Linked DNA regions of Mus musculus: all the other regions are linked to region 2. Evidence: chromatin contacts called from public promoter capture Hi-C data. All regions are on one chromosome and are shown on one strand. The core of a region is the stretch at or near the end of the contact, and the rest is flanking DNA. Distances in the headings are between cores, read along the strand shown. Region 1 holds the start of Mipol1 (mirror-image polydactyly 1). Region 2 holds the start of Mbip (MAP3K12 binding inhibitory protein 1). Region 3 has its middle 14 kb from the start of Slc25a21.

The links. Promoter capture Hi-C pulls out the DNA fragments that hold promoters and counts their contacts.
Region 1: a contact with region 2 is called in a promoter capture Hi-C map of pre-B cells. The contact joins the promoter of Mipol1 here to the promoter of Mbip in region 2. A contact is called at or near these places in 12 of 39 promoter capture datasets (the 3T3-L1 cell line, 3T3-L1-derived adipocytes, the C10 cell line and 7 more), 3 of 484 Hi-C or Micro-C datasets (CD4 T cells, pre-B cells and regulatory T cells), 1 of 115 datasets of contacts at active chromatin or transcription factors (extraembryonic endoderm stem cells) and 2 of 9 other capture datasets (adipose tissue and liver).
Region 3: a contact with region 2 is called in a promoter capture Hi-C map of liver, with 4 times the contacts expected there. The contact joins the enhancer-like site here to the promoter of Mbip in region 2. A contact is called at or near these places in 6 of 39 promoter capture datasets (the 3T3-L1 cell line, 3T3-L1-derived adipocytes, hippocampal neurons and 2 more), 3 of 484 Hi-C or Micro-C datasets (CD4 T cells, Th1 cells and regulatory T cells) and 1 of 9 other capture datasets (adipose tissue).

What each region holds. Positions count from the first base shown.
Region 1 is chr12:57,228,550-57,232,289 of GRCm38.p6, forward strand. Mipol1 (mirror-image polydactyly 1) reads left to right here and starts at 1,876. Exons shown (of 10, transcript NM_001164370.1): 1 at 1,876-2,062. Prps1l3 (phosphoribosyl pyrophosphate synthetase 1-like 3) reads left to right here and starts at 1,863. Exons shown (of 2, transcript NM_001037746.3): 1 at 1,863-2,062.
Region 2 is chr12:56,343,846-56,347,623 of GRCm38.p6, forward strand. Mbip (MAP3K12 binding inhibitory protein 1) reads right to left here and starts at 2,049. Exons shown (of 9, transcript NM_145442.2): 1 at 1,827-2,049. The coding sequence starts at 1,955.
Region 3 is chr12:57,209,590-57,213,342 of GRCm38.p6, forward strand. No RefSeq gene overlaps it. Among named protein-coding and RNA genes, the nearest start is that of Slc25a21, 14 kb to the left of the region's middle. Within about 2 kb of position 2,137, at least 172 of the 459 cell types and tissues checked have an H3K27ac peak or open chromatin away from gene starts, as enhancers often do. A contact at or near this core is called in Th1 cells, adipose tissue, liver and 1 more, where this site is marked.

The DNA of each region.
Region 1 (3,740 bases), core at 626-3,125, 880 kb after region 2:
TTGGCAGCTTTGTCTGAGTGGCACTGATTATCAGGCATGAAAGATGCCACATGAAAGATGCTGGTCTCCTCAGCTTTCTGGAACGTTATAGCACAGGCCTGCACAAATCCCTTCACACCTGAAGAGGTCCAGAGAGGCTCTTGTATGACGCTTGGGAGGTGATGTTGGAGATACTACAACTGTGGGACATCCACTGAGGTGCAGGTGTGGATGGAAGGCTACATGACTTATAGGCAAGAGAGCTAGTGCCCACAGGGTTGTGCAAGCTTATTGGAGTCCAAAGAATTCCAGCTGTTGAATATGGAGCTTCAAGATTTTATGTCTGCTGTGCTGAATTTCAGTGTTTTTCTTACTTGATCTTCCCTTGCTATCTTAATCTCTGGAACACTACTGTATACTGAAAGTACACAATTTTTCATTTTATGGGGGCTCATTTTTTTCTTTTTTGTTTTTTTGAGACAGTTTCTCTGTAGCCCTGGCTGTCCTGGAACTCACTTTGTAGACCAGGCTGGCCTTGAGCCCAGAAATCCGCCTGCCTCTGCCTCCCAAGTGCTGGATTAAAGGTGTGTGCCACCACTGCCCTGCTAGGGCTCATTGTTTAGAAGTTAGTGTGGCCTCTTTTTTGGAAACTTTTGCTATGTATCCCAGGCTGTCCTGGAATTCACGTTCACTCTTCAAAGGTTCAGAATTACAGATGTGTACCACCATAATCATATTTTTTTAGTGGTGGTTTGTTTACATAAAAATATGATTCAACTCCGACTAATGTAAAGTAATAAATAAAATTTAAAAATGCATTTAAAGCCTGAATCTGTCACAAGTCACTAGTACTAGTCATTAGTTACATAAATAATGAAACTTTTTCTTTTTAGTATTATGCTCTATTTATTCCAAATAATTTCCATCTGGTCATCTCATCCTTTTTTTCCATGCTTCATTCCTCCTGTCACCTACTTTGTGGAGTATGTGGCACTTCTGAAAGGTGAACCTTTGCTAGAGGAAATGGGTCACTGCTTTTTGGTTATAGAGCCCAGCTCCATTTTCTATTCTCTTGTTTTTTGACTGGATGGCTAGCCACTTTGCCATCCTGCCTTTATTAGCATGGTGGACACGGATCTCGTATTGCTATAAGCCAAAATAAAGTCTTTCACGAACTTTGTCTATTAATTCAGAAAATAAATATAATTTTCTGCTGTGGGTGTAAAAAATTACTATTATTACTGTTACCCCAGCATCCAGAAGACTACTTGGCATGTAGTATGCCCTCAATAAATAGATAAGTTAGAGTGACTTCAATAGCTCAACACTAAATTACCAGAGCATCAGTGGCTAGGGTGGGGTGCAGGAGTTCTAGATTAGATAGGGCAGCATAGGGACACTACTTCTCTTTCTTTAAAAGGAGAAAAATATTCGAATATTATCAGCTATATCATCTAATAGAATTCCACATTACTCCTATACTTCGCTTTAAAAATATCCCTGGCGTTCAGCCCTTTCTTTTAAGTTCTGCGATTGAACATTCTGAGTACACCCTTTCTAGTCCTGAAGTCAAAATGTCACCAGCCTTAAAGCTTTTCTGAAACCATTGGCCGATGTCTAAGTCTCACTCTGGCTCACTTCGCAGGACCTTTCCTTCTGTCCCCGCAAAGCACTGCGCACAGAAGGAAACCACTGCCCAGTGAAGATACTCCATGGGATGAGCCCGAGAACCACACATTTCCCCAGTTAGCGCGCACTGGTTGTCAGCTCCTCCCACAGAACGCGACCTCGAGGTCGCCTTCCTTTCCAGCAGCCCGGAACCATCCTTGAGCCCTCCAGCTCGCCGGAAGCCCCGCCCCGTCCCGCCCCGCCCCGCGGCAGCCAGCGGACTCGCGCATGCTCGCTGCGCGCAGCCTCGTCCCCGCGTGCTCTCGCGCGCTTCCTCTCGCCCGCTCTGCTCTTTTTGGTTACTCAGGGGCACGCGCAGCGTTTCGCGCGACGATTGGCTGCCTCGGTGGCGGCGCCACAGGACCGGGCAACTACGCGAGCGGAGTGGGCGCTTAAGGATCCCGCGGCTCCTCAGGTAACGGCGTGGACCGGGAGCGGCTGGGGGAGGGGGGAGAACCTCAGGGTGGCCTGCAGCCCGCCCGGGACTTCCGGCCGCGGCCCCTGGAGGTGCAGGAGCGCTGCGTGGCCCGCGTCGCGGCGTCCTCAGGTGACAACACCGCTCCTTCTCCAGGTTTCGGCCTCATGGCGTCATAGTCTTTCAAAAGTTAAGAAGGGACGAACAATGACTCGGAAGTGTGGGCTGTTTTTCCTCTAAGCTTTGACGAGTTAGGGTTTCAGTCCTGGCGGGACCGCGGATCCACTCTGTGCTTTTGCGGGACACTTGAGCGATTCACAGTTCTCACCCTTCAAAGTGCGAGCAAAAACCCCAGTGTAGTTCAGTATGCCCGGCGCCTACATTAGTAAGATGCAGCTGCAAACTCTGCCTTCACTACATTCAAGATTTGGCTTTTCTTTTTTTTCTTTTTCTTTTTGGTTTTTTTTTCGAGACAGGGTTTCTTTGTATAGCCCTGGCTGTCCTGGAGCTCACTTTGTAGACCAGGCTGGCCTCGAACTCAGAAATCCGCCTGCCTCTGCCTCCCGAGTGCTGGGATTAAAGGTGTGCGCCACCATCGCCCGGCCAAGAGCTGGCTTTTCTAACTGGAGGATGACACCACCCAGTGGTATTGGTGAAGTACTTGAAGTTGGACACTACAAGATAGAAGAATAGACTAGGTTTCTAAGAGAATAGGCCTTTGGAAGGGCTCCTTGAGCGTTTTGATGTCCGTTAATTCCCGATGGTGGTAGACAGCTAAAGAAGGACAGTTTTAACCTGTCTCACGAGTTACCTCACTTTGCAAAGTTTCGTATTGCCATCTGGAATGAACCTCACATCAAAGGACAGTTAGTTACATAATCATTACATAGGCTATCATCCCGTACCTCAATGTGCCTCAAACTAGAGTGACTTGAGAGGAGGGTAGTTAAAGGAGGAATTGCCTCCATCAGATTGGGAACATTTTCTTGATTAATGATTGATATGAGAGGGCCCAGATCACTGGGTTTTTTCAGCCCCAGGCAGGTTGGACCGCAGTTGTTAAGGAAGCAAACCAAGCATGCTATGGAGAGCAAGCCAGTAAGCAAGGTTACTCCCTGGTCTCTGCTTCAGTTCCTGTTTCCAGGTTCCAGCCTTGAGCTCTTTGCCTTGTTGCCCTGGATGGCGATGGATGCTGACCCTCCACTATGTTTGTTTTTGGTCATGGTAGTCTTGTCAAATTGAAAGAAACCAACCTAGATCCAATCCTATGAAAATAATATAGCAATATATATATGTATATACTTTAAAGATTTATGTATGTGAATAAACTGTTGCTCTCTTTAGACACACCATAAGAGGGCATCAGATCCTATTACAAATGGTTGTGAGCTACCATGTAGTTGTTAGGAATTGAACTCAGGACTTCTGGAAGAGTCAGTGCGTTTAACCACTGAGCCATCTCTACAGCCCAAGCAATATATTTATTTAATGGAGGCAAAGTTTGTAAAAGTGAGATAATATGAATTATTTCACTAGATAAAAGTAATAATGGCAAAACAAATATGAATAGGACATGTACATTATTCTTCAAAGACAGTATAAAATAAAAATCTTTGTGTGATAAGTTTGAAAGCTTAATAAACATACAAAACCATGCTTAAGTCCTGTGTACAATTTA
Region 2 (3,778 bases), core at 799-3,298:
TGACAAATTAACTTAAAAATGGCCCCCAAATAATCCAATTATTCATTCAGCAAATTCCCCAGTAACATATGGATTCTATGAATTTTTATCCCATAATCCTTGGGACAGTAATCAGGCGTTCAAATTTTTCTATTAACACACTATTAACACTGACTACTCAGTCATGTATGTTCAGTAGAAACACATTAGTTGCATTTGAAGGAAAAATGCTTTTTAACAATTCAGTTTTACACTTTCTATCGAAAAGCGCTAATAATTCAATGATATTTAAGGTGAACTTAGACATATTACAATTTACATCTTAAAAGTCCCTTTAATTTGTTGCGAAAGGACACATTCCGCAGGGGCAACTTTATAAGTGTGGATGGCTTTCATCCTTAATCACGCATCTCAAAATACATATTACTAAAATAGCATTTAATTAATTTTTTAAAAAATCTTATATTTGACACTTGTTAAAGGACCCTTTACTGTTACAAAAACTTCATTTTCTCTACACATTTTTGGCAAGTGGCATAAGTTAAGTTTAATCATTTTTCCATTTGAACCTTTGAGATAAATTTATATAATTAAAAAACTCAGTATGCAAAATTTAGATATTTTATAATTCAAATAATTTATCAATGTAAATTATTTTGCAATTTCTAAGCATAATATTTGAGAAGATTTTTCTCATCTTGACATTAGAAATATAAATGAATAAATCTTTAAGTTCCAAATCCACGCCAAAAAGTTCTCTAACTTTTAAACTATTTAAAGATCTGAGATGTTACTACTGAAATATTAATAAGGAAAGTGCTTAAGACTTTGTAAGAATTTTTTTCCTAATTGCTTATCAAGCAACTGAGTTTAATTTTTTTTAACTTTTCGAAGTCCAGTAACACCAAACAGAATGTACAACTCAAGTAGTTTGCCAGTCAGAATAAACTTACTAAGGTTTTCCAACTAAGGATTTTAAAAATAATCCTCACAAATCAGGTAAATGTCCTATTCTCACTGGTGGTACCACTGCCCTTGACATAAATGTGTGCTGTGTCCATTTCAAGCACTATAACCAGTCCCCAAACAAATTAGGAAACATGTTTGACACAAAACTCTTCTAAAAGCAGGCAAACATACTTTTGTTCCTTATTTAAACATTGCCTCATTTACATCACGACTATCTAGTAAAGTGTAACCTAGTTTTTAAAATCCAGGTTTACTGTGACATTTTCTGTAAAGAGCAATTAGCTAAGCTACACGACAGTCGTAATGTAGTTAGAAGTGGCCACACATAACTCATCCAACAATTCACACTAAAATTTAGGTATACTACAAATGAAATTGTGGAAATCCTTATATATCCCTCCCCGTTTAAAAGAGTAAGAGATGCAATAAATGGCAAGAGAAACAAAAAACAGAAAAACAAACAAATAAACAAAAAACCCCAGAGTAAATCACCCCCCAAGGAGTGGGGATGGCGCTAGGAAAAGTTTCAGGCCATATTAACCAGTGAGTTTCTGCGATAAATACACTGGAGGCAAAAGGACCGTGATCGCCAGGAACCTCCTTCACCCTCATCACCTTTTAGGCATCTTTTGGGCAAGCTTTCGTCGCCAGGACCCCAGTTTTCTCCAGACCTTGGCCATCAAGCGTGCCGCTGGCATCTCCCGGTCCCAGGAGCTGGGCCCAGGGTCTTCCGGGTGTCACAGCCCGGCCACGGCACACCAGCGGCACACACCGTGCCAGCGGGGCTCCGCGACCCCCGCCTCCGAGAGAACTAAGGGGACAAGGACCGGGATGCTCTCCCTCCCCACCCACCCCTTCCCCGCCGCACCCCCACTTACCTGTCTTGTCAGGGTGTGCAAGGAGCGAAAGACTTCGCAGAGGACCTCGCGGGTGAGGAGGGGGCTGGAGCATTGCTCCAGGCTCCTCTCGCTGCCGCTTGAGGAACTAAGCTCCGCAGCAGCAGCCATGACACCTTCAAAGCAGCCCCCCAACCACCGCGAACAGCGCTCACCCCACCCCTCCCTCGCGGACTTCGTCGCACTGAGATGACGTAAAACTAGAGCGTCTCACTTAGAGCTTGAGGATAGGCCCCACCCTCTGTGTGTGACAGACACACAGGAAGACCAATCAAGAGCAAGGATAGCTGTGCTCCGAGGGAACTTGTGTATGTGAAGCTGGACCTTCTGTCTGGTGGTGTTTTCTGTGGTCCACCTTGGTTTAGAAACCTACTTGGCTCTTAGATGCTCCCTGTGAATGTTGGCAGAGCCTTACTCTTAAGTGTTAGAATTTGAGTCCCGCTATTAAAATTTAAAATGTTAACAGTCGAGTTGTCTTGGAAAAAGATTGCGGGTTAGTGATGGAGCAGTGCTTTACAATTTTCTAATTACTAGAAACTTGACCCAGGATGATCGTTACTGGATAGAACATTTTCATCTCTATAAGACTGTTTGATATGAGGAATTTAAAAAGAACACAAGGGCTACATTATGCTTCTTTTTCCTACCATAGAACGACATTGATGACTACACCTGCAAAATAGTTTATGTCAAAGTTCTGACATGCAACGGGTTCTCAGTGCAATCACTGGACACTTGACCTTAAAATTGTTTCAATATAAATCCAATAGAAATATAAACCAGCCGGGCAGTGGTGGCGCACGCCTTTAATCCTAGCACTTGGGAGGCAGAGGCAGGCGGATTTCGAGGCCAGCCTTGTCTACAGAGTGAGTTCCAGGACAGCCAGGGCTACACAGAGAAACCCTGCCTCAAAACAAAACAACAAGAAAGAAAAGGAAGAAAGAAAGAAAGAAAGAAAGAAAGAAAGAAAGAAAGAAAGAAAGAAAGAAAGAAAGAAGGAAAGAAAGAAAGAAAAGACCAATTTATTCCATGTAACCACACTCTTTAAAATTAGGATATAAAACTAAATCGACTCTTGTTGGGTATTATTAGATAGCTTTATTTTAGCGAAAAAAGTTATAATTTTATAATGTAGAGTTCTATTAATTTTTTTTTCCTTTGAGACAGGGTTTCTCTGTATAACCCTGGCTGTCCTGGAACTCACTCTGTAGACCAAGCTGGCCTCAAACTCAGAAATCTGCCTGCCTCTGCCTCCCGGATGCTGGGATTAAAGGCATGCTCCACCATGCCTGGCTCTATTAAATTTTTAAAACAAGCTTAAAAGATAAAGGACAAAAGAATTAAAACTCTGGCGGCAGTGGCTCAGGCCTTTAATCCCAAAGCACTAGGGAGGTAGAGGCAGGTAAATCCCTTATGAGGCCAGCCTGGTCTACAAAGTGAGTTCCAGGACAGCAAGGGCTACACAAAGAAACCAAAGCTCGAAAAGCAAGCAGGCAAGCAAGCAAGCAAACAAACGATTTAAAACTCTTCTTCATGATAGTTGAGTGCATTTAACATACAGGAAGTGGAAGTATGAAGTTAATGGGTAGTCTATCCTTAGAGAGCAGACTGAATAAAGGAAGAAATAAGGAATTAAGGGACACTAGGATAAGGAGAGTAAAAATGAAAGAACTCCTTTTACCTGTCTAAGGAGCCTTTTACTCACTTATATCCAGAGACTTCTGGTATTATCAGACTTAACAGGATCTTGAGAAAGCTGGTCTGTTTCCTTGTTAGCAGAAAGATGTAAACTTAGGTTTGACAATACAATCTTCACAAGATTCAAGCACCCTCTCATTCAAGTCACTCATATCTGTAATAGAAGTTCACGATTCATCGCAATGTTAACACACTTTGTCTCTGAGTTTCTGGTTAATGGGTGACAATTGTAATGT
Region 3 (3,753 bases), core at 887-3,386, 870 kb after region 2:
GTTGCCTGGTAACTGTGGGGCAGAGCTTAAACAAAATGCTAACAGTCCCCCATTTTGGTTTAATTAAAAAGGAAAAAAATAGGAGGAAGTGATGGTGGAGCAGGACTAGGGTTGTTGTAATCTTCAACTAATTCCTGCTGGCTTTGGGGTGACATGTCTCCAGGAAACCTAAGGAAATGGGTATGGGGATGTTGGTCCAGCCTTAGAAGAGTTGGCTGTTTCCTTTACTGCCCAGGGTCTATGGAACCGTCTGTGGATAGATCAGAAGGAAGAAGTCCACTAGAAGCATCTATGTCTGTGAGGGAAGGTTGGAGCATCTGTAGGTCACTTCTCTGGAGCTGTCTTTGATGTAGTAAGTGCTGGACTTCACAAGATGCTGATACGCACATACATATATCATAGGTAGAGAATAAGACTAAGTGCATTTAGGAGGAAGAATTTTTTTCTTAGATGTACATTTGAAACCCAGAGGAGTCCCATCCTCTGAAATAGGTAGTAAGGGAACTGTAGGCTATTGATTAGCAGATATACTTATCTGGATGGAGTCTATTTGGTCCATGAGAGGTAGGTCTGAGTGGGTTTCCTGTAGCTTATAAGTTTATAAAAGAGATAACAACATGACTGAATAACATGCACATTCTTTTTTTTTTAGATTTATTTTATTTATTATATGTAAGTACACTGTAGCTGTCCTCAGACACTCCAGAAGAGGGCATCAGATTTCGTTAGGGATGGTTGTGAGCCACCATGTGGTTGCTGGGATTTGAACTGGGGACCTTCGGAAGAGCGCTCTTAACCACTAAGCCATCTCACCAGCCCCAACATGCACATTCTTTAAGATGAGCCTTTTGTGGAACAGAAAGAAAAAGAATTTGTGATTATATCGTTGGATCATATAGTGGAATGTTTTGTTAGAGTTAGGCAAATTTATAAGAACTCGAATAATGTTAGGACAGTGACATAGCAAAAAATAGGAAATATGAAGCATTTAGTTGATGGAAACTGAGTTTGTGTAAGAAATAACAGATTACATCTGTGAAAGCTTACAGCTGAACTAGTCCCTAGAAACTGAGTTTAGGTGAAGAGTTAGGTCTGTTTTCTATCTGTCCAGCTACAGTTACCTTAGCTGTCAATGGAGTCATAAATCTGAGGAAGAATAAGTTATAATCTAGCAGTCATATATTATTTAAAAAGTGGCAGAGTGTACCTATAGTCCTAACAGTTCCCTATGGTCTCTATGGTCTCTATGGTCTCGATGGCAATGTGGGCGTAGTCAGTCTGGCTTTCAAGCCCAGAAGATGGAGGGCTTTTTTCTTTTTCCCGTGGAATGGACAAGTGTGAGAAATGGCTTACCTTGATTTAGACCATATATGTCATTTGACTCAGGGTATCCAGTTTTGTCCACTGTGTTTCTGATTGGTTATCATACCACAACCCAGGCAGCCTCTTGTAGTTGTGTCCATATCCTCTGAGACCTTGGGGGTAAGTTGTTAGGTCTTGGGAGATTCTGTCTGTCATAAACTTAAGTATATTAATAATTAGCAGACTTCTGACAAGATTGAGAGCTATATCAATTGGTCATATCTGAATAGAGCACACCATAATTTAATGGCAGTAGCAAAAATCATTATTTATCAAGACAGGATAGGAACGAAAATCTTAAGTAACTTTGACATGTGGTGTAAGTAAAGAAAAACACATTTTGCATTAGCAGAGAAATATTTGGCTTTGTAGTAGTAGAGAAACACTTGACTTAGAGTTGGTGTGGACCAGAGAGCTGACAGCAGTGGCATAAGATCATGGTGACAGAAAGTGAGCTTGTCCCAGTGGGTCCAGGCCTGTGACACAAAGTCAGTGGGCAGGCTGTGAGAAGAGGCTGCGGGCACAGGCATGTATCCTTGATGAACTGGATTGTAAAGAGAGCAGGCTGGACCGTGGAGACAGGTGCGCGAGTATGTGCTGTTGAGGCACCAGGCTCGAATACCCTGGCTGGCTGGTGGCATGGGACACCTGCACAGTCTGAAAAGCACAGATCGCTAGGAGGCAAAATAGGTCAGATGGCATTCAAGAGAGACTGGCTGTCTCTGCCTTCATTTCGAGACAGCGGTGTTGACAGCAGCAGCGGGCAGTTGTGCAGTGTGTTTACTTAGACCGAGCAGGGTGGGACTTCCTCCAAAGGCAGGAAGCAGCGACCCAGTGCTTGGGGTCGGGGAGCGGGGAGCGCCTGAAGTAGCATCCCATATCCTAGTAACTTGTGCACTATTCTTGTGGCCAGGGTATTCTTGTGGCCAATGGCAGGACTAGCCGCTCACTTCCCAAGAGAGAGGAGAGAAGAGAGACGGAGAGAGAGGAGAGAGAGAGAGAACTCACACGCCCTTGTGGGCGAGTGTGAACAAGTACAGGCGTGTGGCTTCTTGGACAGGGCGAAAACCGTTTTTCTCGCAGCTGAGGCAGGCAGCCAGGCAACAAAGACATCCAAAAGCAGCTACAATAGTGGTCAAAGAAGGCAGTGGCGACAGCAACAGGGGCAAATAGGGCAGGCAGGGCCAAAACTGTTTTTCCCGCGGCTGCGAGCCAAGCAGCCAGGCAGGGGTGGTGCCAGCCTTGGCGGGCAGAGCGCAGGAGTCCCACTCAAGAGAGAGTTCAAGTATAGGGGCACCAGATGGTCAGCATGGGAAAGCAACGTGGCAGAACGCAAGGGGCAGGGTCCTGTGATAGCAGGAGGGATGCAAACCTGCAGAGATTCGCATCATATGATGTGTTCATAATAAAATAAAATAAAATAAAATAAAATAAAATAAAATAAAATAAAAAGATTAAAGCGGGGGGGGGTATGTTCTTTTGTTTTGTTTTGTTTTGTTTTGTTTTGTTTTGTTTTGTTGTTTGTTTTTTTGATTTTCGAGACAGGATTTCTCTGTATAGCCCTGGCTGTCCTGGAACTCACTCTGTAGACCAGGCTGGCCTCAAACTCAGAAATCCGCCTGCCTCTGCCTCCCAAGTGCTGGGATTAAAGGCGTGCCCCTCCACCGCCTGGCTGGGGGGGATATGTTCTATGGAGGTGTAGTCAGGTGTAGGGGAAGGGGGTCCCTCGGTAGGCCCATGCTGAGGCATCCTTCTCCCTGAGGGACCACACACACAACAGTATAGTGTAGAATAGAGTTTATTCAGGGCATGGGGGGAGGGGGGAGTCAAGAGGGTAGTAGAGGCAGGGGTGGGGGAAAGGAGAAGGAGAAGGAGAAGGAGAAGAGAAGAGAAGAGAAGAGAAGAGAAGAGAAGAGAAGAGAAGAGAAGAGAAGAGAAAGAAGAGGCTGACCATGAGCACGTGGAGAGGGGGGGGAGGTTAATGGGAGGGGAGGGGGAGGGAGCAAGAAGGCAAGAGCAAGAGAGACAGAGAGGAGGGGGCAAGCAGTCCCTTTTATAGTGAGTCAGGCAGCGCTTAGACAAAATGCTAACAAAGAGAAGAAAAAGATGACCACTTAATGGGTACCTTATTTCTTTTTTGGTCTACCTGCCTGAATGATAGCAGAGCATTTCTAAAGGCAATGAAATTATTTGGGATTAAACGAGAGAATTATAATACAGAACACACAGACCACAGGGGTCTAAGAGTCAGTCCAGCGAGTCTGAGGTAAGAAGAAATCTGTAGAGGCAAAAGAGAGAAGTTCATAGTATTTGTTCTGAAACAGTTCCGCTACAGAGACAGCTTACTCTGCAAGCTATTGTGTGCATTAGGCCAGCTGTCCTTGACTCCTG